2 separate regions of the Mus musculus genome follow, and region 2 is linked to region 1. A link is a contact called in public Hi-C data. All regions are on one chromosome and are shown on one strand. The core of a region is the stretch at or near the end of the contact, and the rest is flanking DNA. Distances in the headings are between cores, read along the strand shown. Region 1 overlaps Zc3hav1 (zinc finger CCCH type, antiviral 1). Region 2 overlaps Hipk2 (homeodomain interacting protein kinase 2).

The links. Hi-C and Micro-C count contacts between places; a contact is called where the count stands out from the background.
Region 2: a contact with region 1 is called in a Hi-C map of regulatory T cells, with 3 times the contacts expected there. The contact joins two enhancer-like sites. A contact is called at or near these places in 1 of 484 Hi-C or Micro-C datasets (regulatory T cells) and 2 of 115 datasets of contacts at active chromatin or transcription factors (effector CD8 T cells and memory CD8 T cells).

The regions. Positions count from the first base shown.
Region 1 is chr6:38,333,097-38,340,026 of GRCm38.p6, forward strand. It overlaps Zc3hav1 (zinc finger CCCH type, antiviral 1), which reads right to left. Exons shown (of 13, transcript NM_001347122.1): 3 at 3,316-3,568; 4 at 1-92. Among named protein-coding and RNA genes, the nearest start is that of Zc3hav1, 18 kb to the right of the region's middle. Within about 2 kb of position 5,050, at least 43 of the 459 cell types and tissues checked have an H3K27ac peak or open chromatin away from gene starts, as enhancers often do. A contact at or near this core is called in regulatory T cells, where this site is marked.
Region 2 is chr6:38,802,995-38,809,481 of GRCm38.p6, forward strand. The region is part of intron 2 of Hipk2 (homeodomain interacting protein kinase 2); the gene reads right to left. Among named protein-coding and RNA genes, the nearest start is that of 4930502C15Rik, 69 kb to the left of the region's middle. Within about 2 kb of position 4,242, at least 30 of the 459 cell types and tissues checked have an H3K27ac peak or open chromatin away from gene starts, as enhancers often do. A contact at or near this core is called in regulatory T cells, where this site is marked.

The DNA.
Region 1 (6,930 bases), core at 3,800-6,299:
CGTTGAGAGAACCTCTAGACTGTTGTGATGGAAGCGGTCTCTGCTTTTGCTTCTGTCCCTGTGTGCCCCGCCTCTGCGATGTGGGTGGGGAGCTGGAAAGAGAAACCCAGAGAGAAAATTCAAGCTCGGGTTAGTTCCTACCTCCATGTTCTCTCTGCTTGTCCAGCCCTGTAGCTGAGTTCTATCATAGGAGTTTCCTAAGTGGTGGCTGCGAATCTTAGGACGAAGCTGCAACCTGGCAGAGTCCACAACAGCAGCGTGTGGGTGGCTCAGACAAGGGAGGACTCCAAAGCTCCTCTGGCCTCTCCTGGGACTCAGTGAGCCCTCCAGTCCCCAAGACCCCAGGTGGGGTGTCTCCAGACTCTAGTTCTGAGTTAACGGTCATTACTACAGCGAATGACAGCTGAAATGTAGCCAGTGAGAGAAACATGTCCACGACTCATGGAGACGTCACGCATTCCGATCTGGGTTCTGGAACAGGCACTTCTAACACTGAAACCAAATGGTAAATGGCTGCAGGTTCAAGCTAAGCCTTCGTCTAAGCCACAAACTCTCCAGGCTTCTTCCTCTAGCTCCCTTAGCGCCTCTTGAGGCTAGGGCTGTTGCTATCTATGTACTGTAATGGTCTAGTTGTCTCAAGACAGGGAATTCTCACAGATGCCAGCTTTTGTTGTGCAAAACCTTAATCCTTAATTTGAAACTATTGTTTGAATAAAGATGCTTACAGCTTGGCTGAAGAGAGGTAGGCGGGGCTTAGCTTCCCAGGCTTGGCTTCTGAGTAGAGACTGAGAAGAGAAAGGAGAGAAGGGAGAAGGGAGAGGGGAGAGGGGAGAGGGGAGAGGGGAGAGGGGAGAGGGGAGAGGGGAGAGGAGGAAGAAGGTACCATGGGGTAGGTGGATCATGAGCACATGGCCGCGAGGGACGGCCTGATGGAGCAGAGGCAGCCCAGGTGGAACATGGCAAGTGATAGTTCAGGATTATTGACAGGGAAATAGACAAAATAGCACAGAGCGTTGATATCTGCCCAGCTCTCGTGCTTTAAAGGATTATTATAAATATAAAGGCTTTGTATTTGGAAACTAAATGACTTAAGGTGGGGTAGAAACACCCAATTAATATTTACCACACCGGGCGTGGTGGCGTACGCCTTTAATCCCAGCACTCGGGAGGCAGAGGCAGGCGAATTTCTGAGTTCGAGGCCAGCCTGGTCAGAGTGAGTTCCAGGACAGCCAGGACTATACAGAGAAACCCTGTCTCGAAAAACCAAAAACCAAAAACCAAAAACCAAAATATTTACCACAAGTGCCTAAACTTATGAAAAGCTGAAATTGAAGGCAGACGGGGTGGATCATGCCTATAATCCCAGTGCTTAGGATGCTAAGACAGGAGTCCAGCCTTGGCTACACAGCAAGTTCTAGGCTAGCCTGCCCTACATTGTATATATATTGAAGGGAGAAAAAAAATCCGGAGACGCTGATAAAGCAGCATCTTTTCTCTAGAAAAGTCTGGGAAGCAGAGAAGACAGGAGTGACCCAGTGTGTGAAGTCTGGCGTGGTACCTACGTAGGTGACGTCTGTTGTGGAAAGGCATTTGAAAGCTGGGGGTGGAGGTGCAGTAGGGTCTGTTTGCTTATGAGGAACATGTGTGTATTATCCTGGTAGAGGAAAGGGGACAACAGTATTGTGGCAAAAGCAAGGCTCCCCTGTGGAGAGCTTTTGGGGCTGCTTCTAGGAGTTTGGTAGGAATTTGATATCAGGCTGGGACAATGAAGTAGGCTCAAGGCAAATACAGATGAAGAACGTGTTCTTTGGATCTGGACCATCCTGATAAACCCCTAGACACAGTGACCTCTGTTTATTGCCTTGATTTTTGCCCTGCTTGTTCCTTGACTACTTTGTCTACGCCTTAAGGACTGACCATATTCTTTGTATGTACCCAGAATGATATAAAAGCAGACTGGAAAAAAATAAACTCGCCTTTAGTCTCAGAACTGGCTGGGGTCATGCTACAGTGTTGTCTAACTGTCTTTTTTAACCCTCACTCCCGACCTGGAGAACCCGTTGACTGCCTGAGCTAGCTTAGTTACTCCCCCGTCATGATGTCTAACTACATAGCTTAACTAGAAGTAACAATGATATGCAGCTCTCTCCCGCACGCTGTGAAGAGCTCACAAACCCACCTCTACAGTCACTCTCTGTTCAGGGCACTGTGGTGTGGAAGCTGCATTCCTGTGCTCGGGTCACAAGCACGGCTTTTGATTTCATCTTCACAGTACTGTTTGGTCTTCCAAGCATGAGTTAAAGCTGCTTAGGACTTATAACACTCCTTTCCTTACCCTAGGTGAAGTTAATGAGTAATAAACCCGCCATTGATCACAGTTTCGCTGTGAGGAGTAATGATGACAGATTCTGGGGCAAAGTCTTCTGTAGACTAAGTACCAGGAGACGTAGCTTTTCATTGCTTCACTGCAGATCCTAGAGTCAGAGATTCTACCCCCTTCATAAACTTGGCTTCTACTGCGTCCACTAGACAAGAAGAGCCAGTGAGATGGCTCAGTGGATAAAAGTGCCTGCCACCAAGCCTGAATGACTTGGGGTTAGTCTGGGGAAAGAGAGCTCCTGAAGTTGACCTCTGACCTCCACACATATGGCTGTATATACACACACAAAATAATAAGTAATACAGTCATGCTGGCCAGTCTTATTATGTCAACTTGACACAAGCTAGAGTTTCCTGAGGCTAGCCTCTGTCTCCAAAGCCCTGGAATTAACTGATGCACACATGTCCCACCCCCAAGCAAACTTTTTTTTTTTTTTTTTGAAGACAGGGTTTCTCTCTGTAGCCCTGGATGTCCTGGAACTAGCTCCATAGAACAAGCTGGTGTCCATCTCAGAGATCTACCTGCCTCTGCCTCCTGAGTGCCGGTATGTTATATAAAAGTGTGTGCCACCACCACCAGACTATAATAAGCTCTTTTAAAATGAGGGGATAGAGCCACTTGTAAAACTGCATACACATCATTGTTTCAATTGTATTAAAGTGGTGCATGCAGATAGTGAAGTTGAGATTTTACAGGCAGATTTCTTGCAGTTTTCCTTCTGTTTGTGTTTGCTGGCTTGCTTGTTTTTTGAGATGAGATTTCTCTGTGTAGCCCTGGCTGTCCCAGAGCTCACTCTGTAGATCAGGCTGGCTTCGAACTCAGAAATCCTCCTGCCTCTGCCTCCTGAGTGCTAGGATGAAAGGTGTGTGTCACTATGCCCCACTGTGGTTTCTGTACATTTGCAAATTCACACAGTTAAAAGGGAAAGGGCATACCTCTCATGCTAGGGGGGTTCCTCCGAGTGTGTTTGTTGTTGCAGATATCCTGGATGTTCTGGACCACATCAGAACTCAGCCCATGCTCCCTCATGATGGCCAACACCTTCCTGTCCATCAGGTTATGAGACCTGAGACAGTTGAGGTAACTGCAGTTGCCCCGGGTGAAGTGCTCACAGATGTGGAGTCTCTCGCAGGGCTGCGGCTGCCCGCAGATCTGTTTGCGGCCCTCTCCTTTGTAACTCTTGCATATCTAGAGAAGAAAGAAAGAACCATGAGGCAAGAACACCTGGACCTGGCTGCCACACCACCAGTTAAGGGTGCAGCCCCCCCCCCCAAAAAAAACAACCCAGGAGAGCCATGGGGGAAACAATGCACGCAACACCCAAGGCTGATGAGATGGCTTCAACTGGTGACTTATTTGGGGACAGAAGAGTCGAAAGAATTAACAGACAATATCACGTATGATGGTGCATACCTGTAACCCAGTGTTCAGGAGGCCGAGGCAAAGAGGATCACAAATGCAGTGCAGAAACCTTGCATTTAAAAGAAAGGAAACTTAAAGGAGAAAAATAGTGATGAATTTGATAATTCCTGGGAGAATCAAACTCACATGGCAAGCTGTACACAGGACATCATAAGGGAGCCCCAAAGAGGAAGTCTAATTTGGATCTTAACTTACTCTACCGTTGAAAGGAAAAAAAAGTGTGTGTGTGTTATTTGCAACTTTGGGATTTTGTCATTTGTCTCTGATAGCCAGAATAGGACCTGTTCAAATGATTTTGTATGTGAGGGGTGGGAGAGAGGGAAGAAGTAGGGTGATGAACTCTTTTAAAAAAAAAGAGATTTATTTATTTATTTATTTATTTATTTATTTATTTATTTATTATGCTTACAGCGCTCTGCCTGCATGTGTGGCTGCAGGCCAGAAGAGGGCATCATATCACCGTATGGATGACTACAAGTGGTTGCTGGGACTTGAACTCAGGCCCTCTTAACCTTTGAGTCATCTCTCCAGCCTTCCTTGACCTATGAAGACATCCACCTGCCTCTGCCTCCCAGGAACTGGGATAAAGGTGTGCACACTCCTCCCCACTTGGTTTTTGTTTGTTAGCCAGAATGAAAGGTGCGCACCACTGTGCTGCTCAGCCTTGCTTTCAGGTTTTGGACACGAGGACTCATGTAGCACAGACTAGATTTCAACTCATAATCCTGCTTCCCTGACCTCCCAAGTGCTGGGATTGCAGGCACACACCACCATAACCAACTCAGTAAGGAAATCCTTACCCACTATCTAGACTCCCTTTGGGGGTCAAATAGCAGGGTAAGATTCATAACAGCAGCAAAAGTGCAGTTATGATGTAGCAATGAAATAATTTGATGGTTGGGGGTCACCCACAACACAAGGAACTGCATTAAAGGGGCACAGTGTTAGGAAGGTTCCAGTGTTCTATTTTTTTTTTAATTTATTTATTATATATAAGCACACTGTAGCTGTCTTCAGACACCCAGAAGAGGGCATCAGGTCTCATTACGGATGGTTGTGAGCCACCACATGGTTGCTGGGATTTGAACTCGGGACCTTTAGAAGAGCAGTCAGTGCTCTTAACCGCTGAGCCATCTCTCCAGCCCCCAGTTACAGTATTCTAAACAAACACATCTGCACACATAGCTCTACAGAGCTGGAGTAAAATCCAGGGATGGTGCAATCAGATCATGTGGCTACAGGGCTAACAGAGACTGCTTTAAAGTCAAGGCCCTAGAAGCAGCTGGGTAACCTCCCGGTCCCAGTGACCTTCTAGTTTCTGTTTCCTTTTCGACAGCAGAAGGAAAATATTTGTTCTGTCTGCCTGCCTAACATCTGTTGGGAGGCGGCGTGACAAAGTATAAGACTGTATTGTGCAAAGTAAGAAGTCTGAGGCAGGTGTCTGAGCCACTAGGTGAAGAAAATGATTAGTCATTAGCCTCACCTTGCAGGCAGCTGAAAGATGAAGGTGTTTAGTTCAATAGGCTGTATGAACTGGGAATGAGTCTGGATGCAGAGACAAAGGCTGACCCCAGGAATAGTGACAGAGCCTCTAGAACCAGACTTCAGCGCATAAGTGCTACCGAATCTAATTCTAGACCACAGTTCTTAAAGTGAGGTGTCTGAACCATGAGCATCACCTGGACACATAGAGGAATCCAGGAGCTGGCTTGTAACACAGGCCCTGGGTTCAATTCCCAGTAGCAGGTACACCAAGCATAATAGTACGTGTCTACTACTATGAGCCCTCAAGAAGTGGAGAAAGTATGTCTGTTTGAGGCTAGCCTGGGCTACATAGGGTGCTCGTGTCTCTAATAAAACAAAGAGCAGGTGAGGTGGGGTATACCTTTAACCCCAACTAGGAAGGCAGAGGCAGGTGGATCTCTATGTGTTCAAGCTACACAACGCCCTGCCTTCAGAGCTCAGTGGACACCTCAAAAATCACCTGTTGTGCCAGAGTTTTTAAATGCCCCCAAATGGTCAATCCTCAAGAAATCTCCATTGGCTAGCTTGTCTTATCTAACAGAACTCCAACCTTCTTGGCAGCTTCATATCTCTTCTACCCTTCCATCTCTTCCTGTATTGCTCTGCCTCCCTGTCTGTCTTCTGCCCCTTTCGGCGTTGCTCCTGCTCAGTCTCCCATTCTGTGTGAGACTGCTAATGACTTTGTATTGTGGGTACACTCAGGGATTCTCCACTCAAGGGCTTTTCTCGGGTCATGCATGGTCCTTTGAGCAACATCAACTGACTCTCCACTCTATAAGCCTATGCAAATAAGACTTCATTATCTTCCATCATCTGTCTTTCCTCTAGTAATAGAAGTCCTTGACAGGCAGCCACTCCGCCAGCAACTACATTTCTCAGCCCCACTTTCAACTAATATGACCATGTGATTAGCACTGGCCAATGAGATGTGAGCAGATGTGCTACACACAGTGTCCAGTTTTCAAAAGGGTAAACTGCTTGGCTTCAACTTCCCTTCTACAATCCCACTGACTAAAAAGTGGTGACAGAAATCCCTGTACTAAGAGATGAAAGCCACATTCCGAAGACAACAGGGCTCGTAACTCACTAACATGAGTCTTGCAAAAAGGTGTTGGACCCTCTTCCCAACCCTGCGGCATATCTGCCTGCCCGCATCCACACAGGACCCAGAGGCACCGTACTTCTGTAACAATCCACAGTCAACAATTTAGGCTCTTCTGGCCAGTCAGTCTCTGTTGCAACTACTCACCTGACCCCTGGAGGGGGAAACAGAAACAGAAAACCTGTAAACTCATCTGCACGGCTGTGTTCCACTAGACTTTTATTTCTGGACTAGGTTTGGCTTCTGGGCTGTAGCCTACTGGTCCTTGATGAGGCTATCAAGGAGTAAAAAGCTTAAAGTATATTTTCTTTATCACTGAATTTACAGTAGGAGTCTCTGGCACAGTGACACAATCTGTGCCTGCATCTTTCAGGCATCCAGCTTCAATTCCAAGGCTACCCTGATGTTAAGCCTCAGGCAGTCCAGCTACCGCCACGTCTTCAAGCCATCTTTGTTCACAGTGGAATCCCTGGCAGCCATGTGGACCCAAATTCTTCTTTCA
Region 2 (6,487 bases), core at 2,992-5,491, 470 kb after region 1:
CCTGTGTCCCATGGAATGAAGACAGTAAGGTTTCTGAGCTACCCTTTGAGTTGCTGTAAAGATCAGACAGAACCTTGTTCCTAGAAATACACAAAGACTTGAGTTACCAATGTGAGTGAAGGACTGGTCAAATACAACAATGTGTTGTTGAAGCAGAGTATGCCAGCCAGGCACCCAGCTCTATGAATGGCTACTTAATCTGCATAGCACCATATTCCCTGAACCTTAAGCAATGGGCCTTTCAGTCAGCCTATAGAGACCTCCCTTTTTTCTTGACCCATTTCACTGAGATTTTCTACAGAATTCTCCTATGGCTTCCCCAAAAGAGCATGTATGGCTGGCTTTGGACCCAGGCTCATTGGGTTGGGGAGGGCTCTAAAAGGTCCTGAAGCTCTTATCAAATAAGATGTGCTCAGAAAAAAGTGTTCTTGCTCTGAAGAAGCCATAGAGTATACTCCCCAGCCTAGCCTCTTTGTATCCCCACTAGCAGAACCAAAAGAGTAAAAAGTAGGTACACATAACCACTTGCTGATAAAGCTTATAAAGCAAAGTAATGAGGCAGAGACACAGCACCATGACATGACATAGAAACAGAAAAGCCTGGGACAAACAAAGACGGAACAGCTTTCCGGCCAGTGCTAGTAGCACCTAATTTGAATCAATTAACCCGAAACTGAAGAGACCCATGGGAACACTCCTTACAGGGGAGCCCTGACACATGATAGTAAAGCAGCCAGCTAGCTAAGTTCTGGAAGCTGATTTCTCCTTACTATATTTCCCAGCATCTAAGTATGGCAGGCAAATTCACTAGAGATGTGTCTACTTGGATCTGTTTGGGACAACTATGTTCCCTATACTCAGCCAGTGAGGCAGGTTGATTACTATCTCTTTAAGTGTCTACCATTAGCCTTGGAAGCATAGGCAGGCATAAGAAAAGAGAAAGGAAAGGCCAATAATAGGGAAGGAGGCAAGTGCATGGGTCTCAAAGCTCCCCAGACCTCATGGGTAACAGCCTCTCTCAGTGAACTAAAGAGACATTGTATGAGAGATAAGTTACAAGCTGGAAGGATGCTGAGCCTCTGTCCCTTAACTTTCTTCCCTACACTCATCTAGCGGAGGCAAGTTGTTTACAGTACCTTTAAAGTCACTGGTCTTGAGTCCCTGTCCTGGTTGGCTTGCTTGCTTCCTTTCTTTATCAGCTTGAAACAAGCTAAGGCCACCTGGGAAAAGGAACCCCAGTTGGGAAAAATGCCTCCACCAGATTGCCTGTAGGAAATCTGAAGAACACGTTCTTGATTAATGATTGATATGGGAGGGGCCCAGCCCACTGTGGACAGCACCACCCCCAGTCCCAGGAAAGGTGGTGCTGGGTGGTATAAAGAAGCAAGCTGTTTAAGACATGAGGAGTAAACTAAGTAGTATTCCATCATTGTCTCTGTTTCGGTTCCTGTCTCTAGGTTCCTGCCCTTCTTGAGTTCCTGCCTTAACTTCTCTTGGTGATGTACTATAATAAGGATGTATAAGGCAAATAAACTGTGTCCTTCCCAAACTGTTTTTGGTCAATGCCTCCCACCCCAAAGGGTTTCTCTGTGTGGCCTTGGTGGTCCTGGAGCTTACTCTGCAAACCAAGCTGGCCTTGAACTCAGAGATTTGCCTGTCTCTGCCTACTGAGTGCTGGGAAGTAAATGTTTATCACAGGAATAGGAACCAAACTAAGACAGTGTTTAATAGTGTAAGATAGTATCTAGAAATCTTTTCCTGTTGTGTGAGTTTAACATTCAAGTTTCATGAAGGGGGTAGTGGGGAAGGCTAGGTTTGGGGACAGAGTGGGAGTAATCAGGGAGTACCCTAGATGAGGGATAGCTCAGGCTAGAGAATGGCTAGTGAGCAGAAACAGAGTGGGCTGGGAGGGACAGAAGCATCAAGACTTGGAATTGTAGGCTAGGGGTATGGAGGATAGAGAGGACTAGGAGGAGGGACTAACAGAGAATGGAGAAAAACTTTAGGAAGGATTCCAGGAGAGAGGAAGACAGTGGGCTCATGGAAGAGCAATCTTAACAATGCTCAGACTAACATGGCACAGCCAGAGTGTTCCACATATGGCACAAGCAGGACTGCAAGCAGGTGGTGTGGCCAAGAGGTCTGCTCAGCTCGGCAAACAAGAGAAATATTCCCCTTAGGAATGTCAAAGAGAACTGTCATCTTAAACTGAATTACCAGGGACTCCAAGAAATATACACATTTTAATGACCTTGTTTCTTCCAAGGAAACAAGTAAAAGGTCCTGCAAATGAGAAAGGGCAGACAGTAAGCTGTGCTCATAGTCGACTTTGAGCTGACAGAAGCTGGGTGTGTGGCCTGTATAAGCTGCCAGGGTCATCCTTCAAGGCCCATGCACTGAGACTTGGACAAGATCACCTTTGCACATCCAGGACAGCCAGCAGGTACTCTTATTCCAGGGGGTAAATGGCCTTTCCCAAAAAACTGACTACTTCCCATACTGAGTATGAAAATGCCTGTAAGTGGGAGGCTTACAGGAAAGACAGGCTGGCTTGGGGGAAAGTACTGTAGGAAAACTGCCACACACTCAGATGGTGTACAGGTACAGCCTGACCATGGAGAACTGCAAGCACAAGGAGCCAGATGAACGCATCCCACTGGTCCTTGATGTCATTTGGGAATCCCAAAGTCTGGGCATTTCAGTGTTGAGTTTCTGCCTCTCTCCTATGGTGATCACTATCCTGACTCTGTGAGTACAAGCCTGTGACCTTCTCATGGAACAGCACTGAGAGAAGCTGCCTACTTTCGTCAGCAGCAGCTATTTATCCCAGGCTTGTTTTTGTAGGTTCCCCCACCCAGCCATTTCCAGAAATGACTGTTCCTCTCTTCCTGACCCTTCTGTGACAGAATAAACAAGACATCTTTTGCCCAAACACCACAGGGCAAAACAAAAACAGGAAGAGAAAGCAGGCACACTAAAGCTTTAGATGTAAAATTATCAGTGTTTTTAGAAGAAGATAGATTTAAAATGTTAAGTTTTAAAGAACTTTAAACTTGTATGCTATTTTGTTTCGCTTTAGCACATGCAGACTTCTGTTAACACCTCTTTACTCAGACTCCAATAGCCTCTGACTCTTGTTGCTGATCAGGGTGGATGTCTGACTCTATATGCCAAGTGCACTGATGTTTCAGGGGTTCACACTTGGTGCTTTTATATTTGCCAATGTAAGTTCAAATTTACAAAAAGAAGGAGGCTAGACCACCTTTCTTGGAGGTAAGTAGATGACAAGAAAATGACAACAACACTTTGTTCTTTATGTTTGTTCTGACTACAGAACTTGTATTTCCATTGCTCACATCCATGATAATGAGGATGCCACTGGAAACATACCCCATAAGTGAACATCCACACAACAATCAACACAGACACACAGCACATCTGGCACACAGCACATCTGGCACACACTGGCAGTGCTGTCTGTGTGGGGGATCTAGAGCACTACTCTTGGCGCTCTGACCTTTGGGTTGGTGGCACTGAATGAGGAAGATCATCAAATATCAAATGCAGATGTGTCCCCCATTCTGTCATTCTCCTCTAGTCCTGCACCTAGTCACAGGCCACAGGACATCAGGCATCACTATGGGTACAGCAGCAGCAGTGTGGCAATGAGCCAAGTCTTCAAACTAGATAGGTGCATCCACCTTCCCCCACCAACCACACTCAACACTGCCCAACACTGTTATTCTCCCTATATGCTACTTACTTTGCACTGTCTTCTGTCCCAATCTGGTACAGGAGAGAAGCCATTAGCCATATCCCTGACCTGCAGGCTTGCTCCTTCAACACCTCCCGATTGCAGTGCTAGAGATGGAAGGGAAGTAAGTAGTGCATGATGCCTGATGCTTGGTGGGTGGGACAACTTGTAATTGCTAACCATGCCAGATCAGACACATCCATGCAATCTATGACAAGAAGACTTAAGGAACCTGGGAAAGAATGGGTACTATGACCAGTAGCTGAGTTGCACCCATGGAGTTGTCTCCTTTGTTTCTCATGACAACATCATGAATTACTCAGGTTCCTGTCTTAAAAGAAATAAAGCCTGAGAAAGATTTGGAAACTTGCCTGAAGTCACACAGCCATAAAGTAGTAGATCCGGAATCCAAGCCCAGGTCTGTCTGCTACATATAGCAACAATGACAAAAGTCCTGACAACAGTGCTAACAGCCGCAGATTAAAATAGCAGCTAGCATTTATGAGTACTTCCTCTGTCCCAGGCCCTCAGAGCAGCCTAGGATGAGCTCTGTTCTCTCCAGGAAGTCTTTGTTCACTCAGCTTTCTCGCCTGAAGACAAGATTAGAGGGTGCCTGAGCAGCATATCCATATAGTCCCCAAACCAGAAAAGAAACAAGAGGTCTTGGGGCCCGAGCACCAGCTCTAGCTCCTTCAGTAGCACTAGTCAGGCTTTGCCTGTTACCCCTGGGGTAGTCCTCTCCAGCTTTCTACATAGGACAAAGCAGATGCATGATGACTTTGGGAAACTGGCTGGTTAAAGTTTTGGACTACTGACTTCAGGTTTTAACTGAAGTCTGAGCAGCACAGAAGAGTGTGTGTGTGTGTGTGTGTGTGTGTGTGTGTGTGTGTGTGTGTGTGTGTGTGGTGTATATGACTCTCCAGGAGGCTGAAGTTGGGTCCCTGTGATCCAGAGCTCAGAGAAAAGCCGAATGATATGGAGTCAAGACTTGTTAAAAAGGAAGGACTTGTCTGAGGGGGTAACACAGAGCTTGGCCAGCAAGGACGTCTGGTACATAACAGAGAGTTATATTATGGAAGCATAGGAAGCTACTACCATTGCCAGGACCCCACTCCAGTAGCCATCCTTCTCCACAAATGAGTGACAGGGAGTGCTAGCTTCAACCTGCATTATTCATGAATGGAGAGACTTTGGAAATAAAGTGGCTGACCTCCATCAGCCATCAGCCTTCATCATTTCCCTGACTGCCCTGTGCTCCACATGTGGGCCTACCTCTCCGCCTGAGCACCTCTGTAGGCCACCTCAGAACCCAGACCCACACTATTCCTAGAGGAAAGCTATAGGGGTTAAGTGAAGGTAGGTAGATGGATGCATTAGCTTCAAGTCCTCATCTCCCCCACAAAACAGCACAGAACTCCGTTTTGAATTCTTAGTCTACAATATTTTTTTTTTTTTTTTTTTTTTTTTTTTTTTGGTTTTTGGTTTTTCGAAACAGGGTTTCTCTGTATAGCCCTAGCTGTCCTGGAACTCACTCTGTAGACCAGGCTGACCTCGAACTCAGAAATTCACCTGCCTCTGCCTCCCAAGTGCTGGGATCTAAGGCGTGTGCCACCACGCCCGGCTTTAGTCTACAATTCTTAAATCTGCCTACAAAAGCATTTTCCTTAAATCCCTTTCCACTTATGAATACCAGCCATGTGATTGGTGGGGAACACAGTAGCCAATAGCACAGACACAGTGCTGCAGCTCACATGGGGTGTGGATTACACCATCTCAGCTTTGTATACTTTGGCTTCAGTATTCACTGTGCTTAACTGCCTTGTAGCAACCCCCAGGAACACTAAAGCCCATTTAGTCTTCACACACACTCATCTCCAAAGAGTGCAGTCAAGTTAAAGGGACAAAAGCAGCTCTAATCTTAGGGACTCCTGCTTTTTCTATGCTCTGCTCGAGAAGGCTCTGTGCAGCTTCTTACAGGGGATGGAGTCCTATATGCTTCCAGCTTCTAGTTCCTAATAACACTTATGCTGGTCAGCATCATCCTGCTAGCCCTTATTCCTGATTCTTGGACCACCTACCAAAGAGACCACCTGAACACAAACCTCTGTTTGTTTAGGGGTCTGCTAATGGGAACCCAAACAAAGAAAATGGTTCCTTAATGTCACCCTCTCAGCTTTTATCTAGTACCACGGGTACCCCCAAAACACTGATTCCCCTATGAAGCACAAGCTATGCTTGGCTTGTTTGTTCTCAGTTACCCTCCTTGACAACTCCATGTGAGGCAGCAGCTGATGGGGACAGAGAAGAGTTACCATGCACCCTATCTGGCAGAGTGGTGAGCTAGAAGGGACTGAGGGCAGCAGAGACTTGCTGCCGTGGGGTAGACTTGACATAGTGGCCCCAAACACCTGAGAGAATGGGAAAAGTGACTGGAGGGCAGCACAAGCCACTCCTCAGTTTATTCAGAGAGAGGAGTGGGACCAGGGAGCTCATCCCACTTCAGGTTAGAGACCGTCCTTGCATAGCTGAGGGTACTCCTACTCATGTCTTGAAAGGTCAGCACAAAACACAGTGCCTGGCACATACTTGGAAATAAAAAAAATTGCTTGTACAATGCCTGAATGGGAATTATGGCCCCCATCACAGCTGGGGCCATGGAGAGTGACCTGGAGCTATCAACAGGAGATCTCTTATCTACTGAAATTATACTAAAGTCACATACAGTACTATCTC